2 separate regions of the Capra hircus genome follow, and region 1 is linked to region 2. The links are chromatin contacts, called in public Hi-C maps. All regions are on one chromosome and are shown on one strand. Each heading gives the region's core, a stretch centred on a gene start, on an enhancer-like site or on the middle of the called end of the contact. The rest is flanking DNA. Distances are from core to core; before and after follow the strand shown. Region 1 holds the start of MRPL39 (39S ribosomal protein L39, mitochondrial). Region 2 holds the start of ATP5J (ATP synthase-coupling factor 6, mitochondrial).

Region 1 (6,661 bases), core at 568-3,067, 140 kb before region 2:
GCAAGACTTACAAATTGACTTTTTGTTCTTTCGGAATTTAAACATTACCAGTTCTATCAAAGTTACTACAAAAGAATTTTGATCGAAAATAATACAGAGGCCCTGCTCCCTTAATTTCCAAACCAGATCACACACACAAGGCATTATTATCTTCTTTAATATATGAACATAAGAAGTATTTTTACCCCAATCACACTCACGCCATGCACTCACACATTTACTACAAATAAGGACACAACACACACACAAGGCAAGCAGTGAGCTCATAAAAGGGTTAAGTTAGATATAAAAGAGCAAGAAAGGAAAAGAAGGCCAAAAAAATAGCTGATCATCTGAGGTCAGGGCAGTCCCTCTGTCTCAAAATCCTCTAATGGGACACACATGGGAACTACCCTCATTACACCAAGAGTGTCTCTAAAAATGGCAAGCACAAGAGTAGTTATACTTTCAGATCTGCCACGATGACAGCACTCTAAACTCAGCCAGATTCAAGCAAGTCCCAGGACAACCTGTACATCAGAATACCCACCCGACCCCTAGTATTCTCAACAGCTAAGTCAACAGTGAACACACAGGAAGAAGCTAGATACTGGGGAGTTCAGGGAGCAATTACATCTTGTCTCCTCTGCACCAGTTTTTCCCCTTTCTTATTTAAAATCATCAAAATGGGACCCTGATCCGTTACTTACGCATGGCACAGCTATAAGGAGTGGAAACGTTTTTATTCAACACAAAGACAGTGCCAGGGTCAGTTTTACCAACGTGTTTCACTTCAATCTTCTCAGTTCGGGGAGTTAGTGACAGCTGCCTGTTTTTCTCTTTGTTAAAGAGATCATTCTGCATTTGTATCAGTTCGGTCGGTGACAGCTGAGAAGCAGGTGATGTGGCCACAGACCCTATGAGGAAGTTACAATAAATGTGAATACACCCTGCAGCCGCCCTGTTCCATTCCTGCCATCGCCCTCCTCCAGCCGGGAAAGAATAGAAGGCAAGGGAGTTTTCAATGCTATTTGCCGAAAGGAGCTCAGAGGTCCACTTTGCAACAATATTAATTAAAACGCCAACGCAAGAGAACCGCAGCCTGCCCAGATCCGCGCTTTTATTTCCACTTTGCTTTGACCATCAGATCTCCACTTCTCACCAGTTTTCTCCGTCGAATTCCAATCTGTGCTTTACAAACAATAAGGAGCAAGAAAAAGGTAACCAGGAAGCGGAGTCAAAAACCAGAGCAGTCAAGGCAAAGTTGAGCAAAGTTTGTCGCTTTGAAAAGGTCTTGGCGACAAGAAAGCGCCAAGAGACTGAAGGTCCCACGCCAGATCGCTCCATATCTAGAGGGAGAAAGGCTGTTTCGTTTTTCTGTTGGTTTTTTTTTTTTTCCCCGAAACCCCAAAACAGCTGATTTGGCAAGGCGTGCACGAGTTCAATGGGAAAACAAGGGCACTTATGCACCAGGACGTGGTCTCCCTCTCAGGGGGCGCCCCAAGCTTCTCCAACGGCCCTTCCCTTCAGCTCCCCGAGATTTGGACCCCAAGGCCGGGAGAGGCGGCAGATTTAAACACCCGCCTCCGCCCCCTCAGCTCCGCGGGACTCCCCCCTAGGACCCGCTTGGGGTCCAGCCTGAACAGACACCGTCCTCTAAGCCTCCCTCCTCGTCCGCACGGCCGCTGATAACTCACTCCAGGCAGCCCCGCCACTGGGGGCGGCCCGCCAGAGCCGCAGCCCCCAGACTACCACCGCCATTGCCTCCTCCGCGGCGGTAGGAACCTCCGCGCGCAGGTCCTCCTCCGTCCTCTTCCCCGGAAACTCCGAGCGCGCACTCTGGGTTCCGCCCGACAGTTTCGTTCCGGGCCGGGCTCTCGGACGGCAACCGCCGCTAGGGGGCGCGCTCAAGCCTCGCTGCGAGTCAGTCGCCGGAGGTCCGGCTTCTGGATCCGGGCTTGATCCGGGTTTGATCCGGGTTTGTTCCGGGAGCGCGGAGAGTGACTCGGGGACCCTGGGCGCCGCGGGCGGGACAAACGTCTGGTTTGGAGCCGCAGACCCCAACACGTGCTGCCAACCTCCGTCCGCCGCGGGCTTGAGCCTGGCTGGCTGGAAAAACCCTTAGTGCTCACAAAACATGTTTCTGGGGAGAAAAATCGAGGAAAGGTGGCTTCTGTTTACTCTTGCTTTCATGCAGCCCGGCTGACCACGGCGATGGCATCCTCTGCTGTGGCTTAACTCTCGGTTTCGCAAGGCTTAATTTTTAGGGGGATTTGAGCGGGTCTACACCCGGCTTCTCTTTGTTGTTTTCAGTCGCTAAGTCGTGTCCTACTCTTTGCGACACCATGGACTGTGCAGCTCGCCAGGCCTCCCTGTCCTTCACCATCTCAGGGAGTTTGCTTAAACTCATGTGCATTGAGTCAGTGATGCCATCCAACCATCTGGTCCTCTGTCGTGCCCTTCTCCTCTGACCTTCGGTATTTCCCAGCATCAGGATCTTTTCTAGTGAGTTGGCTCTTTGCATCAAGTGGCCAAAGTAGTAGAGCTTCAACTTCAGCATCAGTCCTTTCAATGAATATTCAGAGTTGATTTCCTTAGAATTGACTTCTTTGATCGCCTTGCTATCCAAGGGACTCTCCAGAGTCTTCAACACCACAATTCAAAAGAATCAATTCTTCAGCACTCAGCCTGCTTTATGGTCCAACTCTCACATCTGTACATGACTACTGGAAGAACCATAGCTTTGACTATACGGACCTTTGTCTGCAAGGCTTTTGCCTATATTTAGCCAAGGAAATGGCAACCCACTCCAGTGTTCTTGCCTGGAGAATCCCAGGGATAGGGCAGCCTAGTGGGCTGGCGTCTCGGGTCGCACAGAGCCGACACGACTAAAGCGACTTAGCAGCAGCAGCCAATAGTAATATAGACCTCTAGATGAGTGATCACACCATCGTGATTATCTGGGTTGTGGAGATCTTTTTTGTACAGTTCTTCTGTGTATTCTTGCCACCTCTTCTTAATATCTTCTGCTTCTGTTAGGTCCAGACCATTTCTGTCCTTTATCAAGCCCATCTTTGCATGAAATGTTCTCTTGGTATCTCTAATTTTCTTGAAGAGATCTCTAGTCTTTCCCATTCTGTTGTTTTCCTCTCTTTCTTTGCATTGATCACTGAAGAAGGCTTTCTTGTCTCTTCTTGCTATTCTTTGGAACTCTGCATTCAGATGCTTATATCTTTCCTTTTCTCCTTTGTTTTTTGCCTCTCTTCTCTTCACAGCTATTTGTAAGGCCTCCCCAGACAGCCATTTTGCTTTTTTGCATTTCTTTTCCATTGGGATGGTCTTGATCCCTGTCTCCTGTACAATGTCATGAACTTCAGTCCATAGTTTATCAGGCACTCTATCAGATCTAGGCCCTTAAATCTATTTCTCACTTCCACTGTATAATCATAAGGAATTTGGTTTAGGTCATACCTGAATGGTCTAGTGGTTTTCCTACTTCCTTCAATTTAAGTCTGAATTTGGTAATAAGGAGTTCATGATCTGAGCCACAGTCAGCTCCTGGTCTTGTTTTTGTTGACTGTATAGAGCTTCTCCATCTTTGGCTGCAAAGAATATAATCAATCTGATTTCAATGTTGACCATCTGGTGATGTCCATGTGTAGAGTCTTCTCTTGTGTTGTTGGAAGAGGGTCTTTGCTATGACTAGTGCATTTTCTTGGCAAATCTCTATTAGTCTTTGCCCTGCTTCATTCCGCATTCCAAGGCCAAATTTGCCTTGTTACCGCAGGTGTTTCTTGACTTCCTACTTTTGCATTCCAGTCCCCTATAATGAAAAGAACATCTTTTTTGGGTATTAGTTCTAAAAGGTCTTATAGGTCTTCATAGAACCATTCAACTTCAGCTTCTTCAGCATTACTGGTTGGGGAGCAGACTTGGATTACTGTGATATTGAATGGTTTGCCTTGGAAATGAACAGAGATCACTCTGCCGTTTTTGAGATTGCATCCAAGTACTGCATTTCAGACTTTTGTTGACCATGATGGCTACTCCATTTCTTCTGAGGGATTCCTGCCCGCAGGAGTAGATATAATGGTCGTCTGAGTTAAATTCACCCATTCCAGTCCATTTTAGTTTGCTGATTCCTAGAATGTTGACGTTCACTCTTGCCATCTCTTGTTTGACCACTTCCAATTTGCCTTGATTCATGGACCTGACATTCCAGGTTCCTATGCAATATTGCTCTTTACAGCATCGGACCTTGCTTCTATCACCAGTCACATCCACAGCTGGGTATTGTTTTTGCTTTGGCTCCATCCCTTCATTCTTTCTGGAGTTTTTTCTCCACTGATCTCCAGTAGCGTGTTGGGCATCTACTGACCTGGGGAGTTCCTCTTTCAGTATCCTATCATTTTGCCTTTTCATACTGTTCATAAGAAACACAAGCTGGAATCAAGATTGCCGGGAGAAATATCAATAACCTCAGATATGCAGATGACACCACCCTTATGGCAGAAAGTGAAGAGGAGCTAAAAAACCTCTTGATGAAAGTGAAAGAGGAGAGTGAAAAAGTTGGCTTAAAGTTCAACATTCAGAAAACGAAGATCATGGCATCCGGTCCCATCACTTCATGGGAAATAGATGGGGAAACAGTAGAAACAGTGTCAGACTTTATTTTTTTGGGCTCCAAAATCACTGCAGATGGTGATTGCAGCCATGAAATTAAAAGATGCTTACTCCTTGGAAGAAAAGTTATGACCAACCTAGATAGTATATTCAAAAGCAGAGACATTACTTTGCCGACTAAGGTCCGTCTAGTCAAGGCTGTGGTTTTTCCTGTGGTCATGTATGGATGTGAGAGTTGGACTGTGAAGAAGGCTGAGCACTGAAGAATTGATGCTTTTGAACTGTGGTGTTGGAGAAGACTCGAGAGTTCCTTGGACTGCAAGGAGATCCAACCAGTCCATTCTGAAGGAGATCAGCCCTGGGATTTCTTTGGAAGGAATGATGCTAAAGCTGAAGCTCCAGTACTTTGGCAACCTCATGTGAAGAGTTGACTCATTGGAAAAAACTCTGATGCTGGGAGGGATTGGGGGCAGGAGGAGAAGGGGATGACAGAGAATGAGATGGCTGGATGGCATCACTGACTCAATGGACATGAGTCTGAGTGAACTCCGGGAGTTGGTGATGGACAGGGAGGCCTGGCATGCTGCGATTCATGGGGTCACAAAGAGTCAGACACGACTGAGGGACTGAACTGAATATAGACCTCAAAATACCTCCTGTTGACTTGGAGGGAATTTTGTAATCCATAGAGTGCTTTACAAATTATCTAGACTAGTTTATATACTATATAGCTCCTGCTACTAAGTCACTTCAGTCATGTCCAACTCTGAGACCCCATAGACAGCAGCCCACCAGGCTCCCCCGTCCCTGGGATTCTCCAGGCAAGAACACTGGAGTGGGTTGCCATTTCCTTCTCCAATGCATTCATGCGTGCTAAGTCGCTTCAGTTTTTGTCCGACTCCGTGTGACAGCATGGACAGCAGCCCATCGGACTCCTCTGTCCAAGGGATTTTCCAGGCAAGAATACTGGAATGGGTAGCCATTTCCTTCTCCCGTGCTATATAGAGAGCATGGTAAAAGGGCATGGTAAAAGGAACCCATGTTAAAGGTTGGAATTTTTGTCTCCTGTTCACTGATGAACCCTAAGTGCCCAGAATGCTGGGTGGCACACAATGGGTGCTCAGTGTATATTTGCTGAATGAATTAATGCGCTTGCATTCAGGGTAGTGTCTGATTCCTTTGTCACACTAAGATGTTGCTGCTGTTGAAGTAAGCCTTCTGGAGGTGAAGTATGGAAATGCTGTTATTCAAAGTTGTTCCCTGCTACGGCTTCTTTTAAATCGTGTAAATTAACAACCCGCTCCACAGTCTCGCCTGGAGAATTCCATGGACAGAAGAGCCTGGTGGACTTCAGTCCATGGAGTCTCAAAGAGCGACTGAGCGACTAGCACTGACTTCACTAACAAATTCACGCCACGCATTTTCCCCATCTGCTCCTTGACTTGCTATTGAAACATACCACCACCAGATGGCGGTACTGACTAAGGAACAGATGGTGCCATAAGGCTCCCTCCTGTGGGGGAAATTGGGCGGTGGTCACAAGGTACAAAGTTGTAAGATAAGTAGGTACTGGGGATGTAATGTGTAACATGACGGCTGTAATCAACAATGCTATATGGTGTATTTGAAAGTTTCCAAAAGAGGAAATTCTTAAAGTCCTCATCGCAAGGGAAACTTTTGTTTTTGAAACTATGTGAGGTGATGGATGTTATCTAAACATTGTGGTAATTATTTTGTGGTAATCATTTCTTATTTAAATGCAGTTGTTCTATTGAGAGCATTTAAAGAGAAGGTGCCTTTCTGTCTTGATAGTGTTAATTTCACCCTAGGTAACTAAAAGGTTAGAAATAGTGTAATTTTTTGCTTTCTAATATTCTCACATTTCATCTTAAGAGTAAAACTAATCACTGATTAGAAAGAAATTCTTACGTTAGCTGTATAGGAAAGCATATAAGAGGCTTTCCTTATGTTCTAGAAAATAGATGCTGTCTTAGCTCCTGTGATCATTTGGAAGTGGAGGGAAGAGAGTTTCTTTTTAGAGACTAATTACTCTCATTTT
Region 2 (7,019 bases), core at 2,331-4,830:
CAGTTATACACTCTCCCGGTGGTACAGCTGTAGGATTCCAGGCATTCACGAATACTGTAGAAACCAGATCTGAGTCCAAAAGAACCAGCAAGAAAAAACAGCAAGGGAGTCAAACAAAACAAAACAAAACAACACACACACAAGGGAGTCCACCAACAAGAGAGGGAAAATCAAGCAGTACCACCTCATCAATGAAAGAGAATTTGTGAGAAAGCCTGAATTTTAAGGACTTAAAGACCTCTAAGTTCTTAGACTTCCTGAAGCTAAAATACATGATTTCTTAACTAAAAAATTATAGTATGTATATTACAGGATGATCTCAGTTGAGAACTTACTTAAGTGTCTTGAAAAGATCTAACATAAAAGTATCAATTATATGCAAGCAGGAATTCCAAAAGAAAAAGAATAAGGAGATCACAAAAAAAATTAGAAGAAACTGCCCCAGATTAATAAAAGGCTGACCAAGCCATGTTGGAATGATAGAGTCACACTTCGATACAGCCTGGTAAAACTTCTGAACCTTAAAGTAAAACCCCAACACACTAACATGATTCCCCAGGCTTCCCAAATGAATTAAACAAGCACCGTCACACCGAACTGTTAAATTGTAACGGTACTGCTCAAAGTGTGGTCTGAGGACTGTCCGTAGTACTGTGTTACTGCTCCACTGTAGTGTCAAAATTGGGAATAAGCATTTAGAAACTTTTACAGCAATCTGACAGAGTAATTCGTACCTGCAGAATTCAATAGTGAAAGTGAAAGTCGCTCAGTCTCATCCAACTCTTTGTGGCCCCATGGACTATACAGTCCATGGAATTCTCCAGGCCAGAATACTGGAGTGGGTAGCCTTTCCCTTCTCCAGGATCTTCCAAACCCAGGTCTCCCACATTGCAGGTGGACTCTTTACCAGCTGAGCCACAAGGGAAGCAATTAAGAGTTCATACTTTGTGTCTCCATGTTTTGACTTTCATCTACTAAATTTCCAGTAATTCATTTTTACTGGATTCTTCAAAGATATCCACAAGCGCTAAGGGGAAAGCGGCCCTTTACTAGTGAGAGTTGGAAAGCATTAAGCCAGAAGACTGGAGAGTGGCACTGCAGTTCTCTAAGCACGGTGGGGATGTCCCACAGGAAATGCCTGGCAATGTCTGGAGACATTTTTGGTTGTCCTGACAGAGGGAATGTTACTAGCCTCTAGTGGGTAAAAACCAGGATGCTGCCAAAATCCTATAACAACAACAACAGCAGCCTCCCCACAACAAAGAAATATTTGGTTCAAAACGTCAATAGTGCAAGGGAAGCCCATGAACTAGCACATAAAAGACTCAAAATAAATCCTACAATCTACCATACTTCACCTACAGGATGAAAGAAAACTATCTGAATGACCTTAAGGTGCTACTTGGAGAAGGCAATGGCACCTCACTCCAGTACTCTTGCCTGGAAAATCCCTTGGATGGAGGAGCCTGGTGGGCTGCAGTCCATGGGGTCGCTAAGAGTCAGACTTGACTGAACGACTTCACTTTCACTTTTCACTTTCATGCATTGGAGAAAGAAATGGCAACCCACTCCAGTGTTCTTGCCTGGAGAATCCCAGGGACGGTGGAGCCTGGTGGGCTGCCATCTATGGGGTCGCACAGAGTCGGACACGACTGAAGCAACTTAGCAGCAAGGTGCTACTTCCCTGGCGGCTCAGATGTAAAGAATCTGCCTGCAATGCAGGAGACCCGGGTTTCATCCCTGGGTGGGGAAGATCCCCTGGAGAAGGGAATGGCAACCCCCTCCAGTATTCTTGCATGAAGAATCCCACGGAGAGAGGAGCCTGTGGGCTACAGTCCATGGAGTCACAAAGAGTCGGGGACACAACTGAGCGACCAACACCCAAGGTGCTACTTAATATCATTCTCATTTTACAGATACAGAAACTGTGGCTTAGAGATAAGAACCCGATCCCAGGTTACACAACAGCATCTGACAGGACACAAATACATTTTTAAAATTGTGCAACTCAGTGTATACTTTCCCTTTTGGCAACATACACACAAACAACATTCCCCAAGAGGGTCACCGTAACATCTGTTCAGACCTAGGTATTCTGCTAAGTACTTCCATACATATTCTCTCCTGGTACCCTTACAACAATCCTGTTAAGAAACAGAGCAAAGTATTCTTGAGCCTCCTTCACAGATAGTAAGACAGTGTGCAAGACAGGTTATTAATGATCCCCAAATCACACCTAATTGTGCATGGTTTTCTTACTGAATTCCAAACCTATACATCAACACCTCTCATCCCTTCAGAAGTCTTATCTTGCTCTCAAACTCATCTAAAAAAGGAACACATAATCTCACTATCAAAACTTGTTCCTTCTCTGTTTCATTTTTTCCCCCGACGATTTAATATCTATTGAGAAATATACACATCATTACACAAATAGGTATTGACGTGTCCGACTCTTTACGACCCCATGGACTGCAGCCCACCAGGCTCCTCCATCCATGGAATTTTCCAGGCAAGAGTAGTGGAGTGGGTTGCCGTGTCCTTCTCCAGGGGATCTTCCCGACCCGGGGATCAAATCCGGGTCTCTCGCATTGCGGGCAGACGTTTTACCGTCTGAGCCACCAGGAAATCCAAATATGTATACAGAGTATCAACTACGATTAAGTCCTCTATTCGAGTACTATGCGAGGCCACGCACGCCAGCTATGACAGGGATTGGACATACTCAAAGAAATTGGGGAACGCAACAGCTACAAAAGAACACAGCATAAGAAGAGGCCCTGTGCTGAGAGGGAGCATGGCTCTCCCGTTTACAGTGATGACTGGCCAGTCCAAGGTTAGTGCTTTCCTCCAGGAAACAGTGATGTAAAACAAAAGCTGCTTAACCAAGTTTCAGCACTACCAACATCTTTAGGTGGCGTCCAAACTTTTAAGATGACTGTTGTCTTTTTCGCTCAAGTTCTATGCCTAAAGAGTTCAGAACCACCTCCCACGCTTCCGGGATAAGCAGGCCTGGCTGCAGACCGGCCCTGCGGACATGATATGACCTTGGGCTGCCCCAGACGGGCTGCAAGTCCACGAAGCGCCGGCCTCCCTGCCGCCCGCGCCACCCTGAGAGCCAGGCTGGCCCTCAGAGCGGGATTGTCTGGCTCCTTATTCAATCTACAGCAAACATCAAGGCCGAAAGGCGCCGAGGTCGAAAATGACCCGGGACAGGCCGTGAAGGCGTCCCGGGATACAAGGTTGCTCTCTTTTCCAGCGTCCTAGAGGGAAAAGGGCATCCCAGACTTCTTGAAGAAACCCAGAACCCAAGTCCCAAGAGGCCACGTAGGTCCAGTTACCCTCCCAGTCACACTCCCAGTCACCTTGCACTCAGTGCCGAGCAGCCAGCCACCGCCGCCGCCGCCGCCCCGTTCTACTTCCGGCCCTGGCTCCGCCCCCACCCGCCTACCCGCCATCGCAATGCATTATGGGCCGCCGTTTCAGACGGTCGACGCTCACCGGACAGGAAGCGTCTCGGAGACACTGCGACCGGACGGCTCTAGGTGAGACAGAAGCCAAACAGGAGGAGGAAGTGGAGGGTAAGTGCTTCCGGGTCCTCTAGTGACGCCTCCGCCATCTTTCCTTCGCCCAACTTGACCCGCTCTCTTTTCGCCTCTCGGAAACCGTGTGGTTTACGCATGCGCCATTGGACTGGCCTGTCCCCTAGTTCAGTCGCCCCGGCCCCGAGTCAGCGTCCTATTCCTTGGTTGACGGGGGAGAGGGGGGTGTTTGTTGGGGTATACGATTGTGCAAAGTGACAGTGTAAAACAAAGCGAACTGGGGCGTTACTGCTACATTGTGCCTCGTGAGCCTCCGTTGCCTCAGGCGTCCGTTTCGCGCAACCTGCTGGGAGTTGTAGTCCCGGACCCGGGGGTGCCTGGGAGGCGGGAGGGGGGTGGTTGGAGTTTCTCTGCGCCGTTTTCGCGGGAAGGGCCCAGGGGCCTCCCACTTCGAGTCGTGGGAGCTGCGGGTCTTACTGGGAGAGACGCTGCACGTGGAGCCCGCGCCGCTGCGCTTCTCAGCCGGCTCTGGAGCGCGGGCGGGGGCGACGGGGCCGAATCCGGAGCGGGTGAGTGCGGCCGCGGGGGAGGAAGAGAGCGCGGGCCCGCGCGGGCCGGCTTCGTTCCGGGGCCTTCTCCCCCACCGCGGCCCCCCCGCGGCCGCCTCTGTGTTTTGTTTCCGCTGGTCCCCGGCGCTGTGACTCCCATTTCCGTTCGTGGAGACTTGAGGGAGCCGGGTGGGGAGGGGCGGGGGAGGCTGTGCGGGGAGGGGCGGGGGGCGCGCGGCGCGGGGCTCCGCGAGGTCGCGCGCCCCCGGGGCCCGGGTAGTTCCTGTCACCTCTCGCCGCCCCCTCCCCGCCCTGTGACCCTGCTCGGCTGTCCGCCGTGCTTCGCAGCCGCCGCGGTCGGAATCACCTGATCCCGACGCCCCTGGGATCTCGCAGGACGATGCCATATCGATCTTTTGCCAACTCAGCGATGCGCTCTCCCTTCCCGTCCAGTGGTCTTTCTAGAATTGTCTTGCAGTTGCGTTAAAGCCATCTGTTTAATGTCTGGGACATTGGGTTTCTTTTAAAAACGAGGAAGTGAAACGAGAAAACGATGGGTTACTGTAGCTTGTCAGCTTTTTAAGTTTGCTTTTGCAGGCTGGAAGATAAGCCAACAACGTCTTTGTGTTTAGGAATCCCAGTTTGATTAGGTTAACGGCAGGGAGGACCACGCCTAATGTTGCACTGCAAGAGATTAGTGATTTAGAAAGACTCGCGGTAGTTCTGAGTCGTGGAGGCAGCAAAGGTTTAGAAGGGTCCACGTAAGCAAAGAACTGGGCAGGGATAACGTTCTTAGGTATTGTATTGTCTTAATGTCAAAAGAAACTGGGTCAACTAGTTCGAAACTGGAGGGAACAATAAGTTCTCTCTCTCTTAGGATTTGATCCAAGCTTTCCAGCCTTAATTATTTTCAGACAAATTCTGACGCTAGATGGACTTATGTCAGTTTTACCTGGATTGCGTTTACAGGAGCAGTGACATGAGGCGTATATCATCTTAAAATAAGAATCTAAATAATGAGCTAGGTGTTTAATGGAGGAGCAGGTGGAGGCTGAACAATTAAAACTGTCGACTTGTCTCCTTCCAGTTTTCATTTATAAAACTTTAAGTCTAAAGGAAAATTCAGAAAATTATACACTGAAATTGTACAAGGTACACCGTCACCCCCAGAGACATCACGTTTGCCACACTTTTTCCACACTTGCTTTCTCTCTGGATGTATACACACAGATGTCTGTATTTACTTTTTCTTAGCTATTGACTTTTATCTTTAAAAATAAAAAATGTCTTTTTTCTCAGAATATTTAATAGTATTTTTTAACTTGAGAAAAACTCCCAGATTACATTTGTGTTTATTTATCCTTCATTTACTTACTGTCCTTCACTATGAAAAATTATTCTAAACTCGAATAATGTGCTCCAATGGAGGAGAATCCTCAAATTTATCTGTGGCTTTAAAAGATAGTGGTAAATATAACTATTTTAAAGAATACTAGCCTTTCCTGGAATTTTTAGTTAAATATAAATTTGTATTGTTTTGTGAAGTGTTCTGAACGCAGGTTAGGTTTAATCCAGGAAAAACCAGTGTCAAGGAACATTTTCCTGTGTGGAAAGTCTCCAAGTAATGCTGTCTTCTCCATTTTTTTAAGTATTGACATAGAATCCTGGGCAGTTGGCTCAAGGAGAAGAGCTAAGACCCACTCAAGCATTGACGGCAAAGATTTGGACAGCTTGCCAAATGTCTCCATTGCTTTAGGCTAAATTTAGAGAATTGAGAAAGAAGATCAGTTCAGAGATTTAAGTAACACAGTGTTTTCCAAAAGTGTATTGGATTCATTGCCGCCCACCCCCACCCTGGCTTTGGCACCTTTTAGAGTCCGATCTCTAACTTTTTTGAAAGATCACAGTATAAGTTTCTTTTAACAACTCTCTCAGTGCTTCTGTCAAAAGGTGTGCCGAATATCCCTGTTGATCAAAGCCCTTAGGGCCATTTCTCCAGTAATTACAGAAAACTGGATTCATCTTTTGGTGGGTGTGAGACAAAAGACACAACCAAGCCAAAGATCAGGAGAAGAGATTTATTACTTAGAGCAAGAAGAACACTGGGGGATCTTTCCCAAAGCAGCAAAATTGGGAAAAGTTTTAAGCTAAGGGTACATGCATATTTATGAAGGAGCTTGAAGAGGAGAGTTCAAGATAGGATTGGGGCAGAGGTTGACAGCAACCAAGCTTTAGTTGATTGAAGTCACAAAGGTCAGAAAAGATCAATGTTATCATCCTTTGGGTTATAGTTGATCTAGTGGTTGCCACTAGAGGAGGGTTTAAATTCTGCAGAGCAGCTCAAGAAAGTGCTTCAGGCTAATCTTTACCATGGAAACAGAACCTGGTGTTTTTATACTGATTTGCTATCTTTGCTATTGTTATTCCTTAAGAGCATTATTACTGAGATCTATTCAAGGGTAAGCATTGTGGTTAGGCTTAGATCTCAAAATGGCTTAGGACAAAAATGGCTTCTGTCAAAAGCCATGCCTGATTCTTCTTTTCTGGGGACCTCTTACCCTATCTGCTTACAGTGCTTTCTTTTTTTTTTTTTTTTTAATTGTTTATTTGAATTTTATTGGTCATGCTGCATGACCTGTGGGATATTAGTTCCCTGACTAAGGCTGGAAACCATGCCGCCTACATTGGAAGCATGGAACTTTAATCACTGGACCACCAGGGAAATTCCTAAAGTTCTTTCTGCTTTTCTGAAGTCCCTAGAAAATTCACTCATTTTAAAAGTTGGTTATGGAAATGGGAGTGGGCTTGCTCGTGGACCCTGAAAGATAAAACGTAAATGACCCTTTTAAATGCTGTCCTGCTATAATATAAGCCTTAGTCCATTTCTCACCTTTTTTGGTACGGTTTTTATGCTTTGTTGTGTGTTCAT

The links. A called contact is a pair of places that touch in the nucleus more often than the background predicts.
Region 1: a Hi-C map of blood shows a contact between it and region 2, with 2.1 times the contacts expected there. The contact joins the promoter of MRPL39 here to the promoter of ATP5J in region 2. A contact is called at or near these places in 2 of 5 Hi-C or Micro-C datasets (both in blood).

The regions. Positions count from the first base shown.
Region 1 is chr1:9,233,320-9,239,980 of ARS1.2, reverse strand. MRPL39 (39S ribosomal protein L39, mitochondrial) reads right to left here and starts at 1,817. Exons shown (of 10, transcript XM_005674737.3): 1 at 1,677-1,817; 2 at 690-896. The coding sequence starts at 1,740.
Region 2 is chr1:9,099,095-9,106,113 of ARS1.2, reverse strand. ATP5J (ATP synthase-coupling factor 6, mitochondrial) reads right to left here and starts at 3,580. Exons shown (of 4, transcript XM_005674730.3): 1 at 3,502-3,580. GABPA (GA-binding protein alpha chain) reads left to right here and starts at 3,371. Exons shown (of 10, transcript XM_005674733.3): 1 at 3,371-3,581.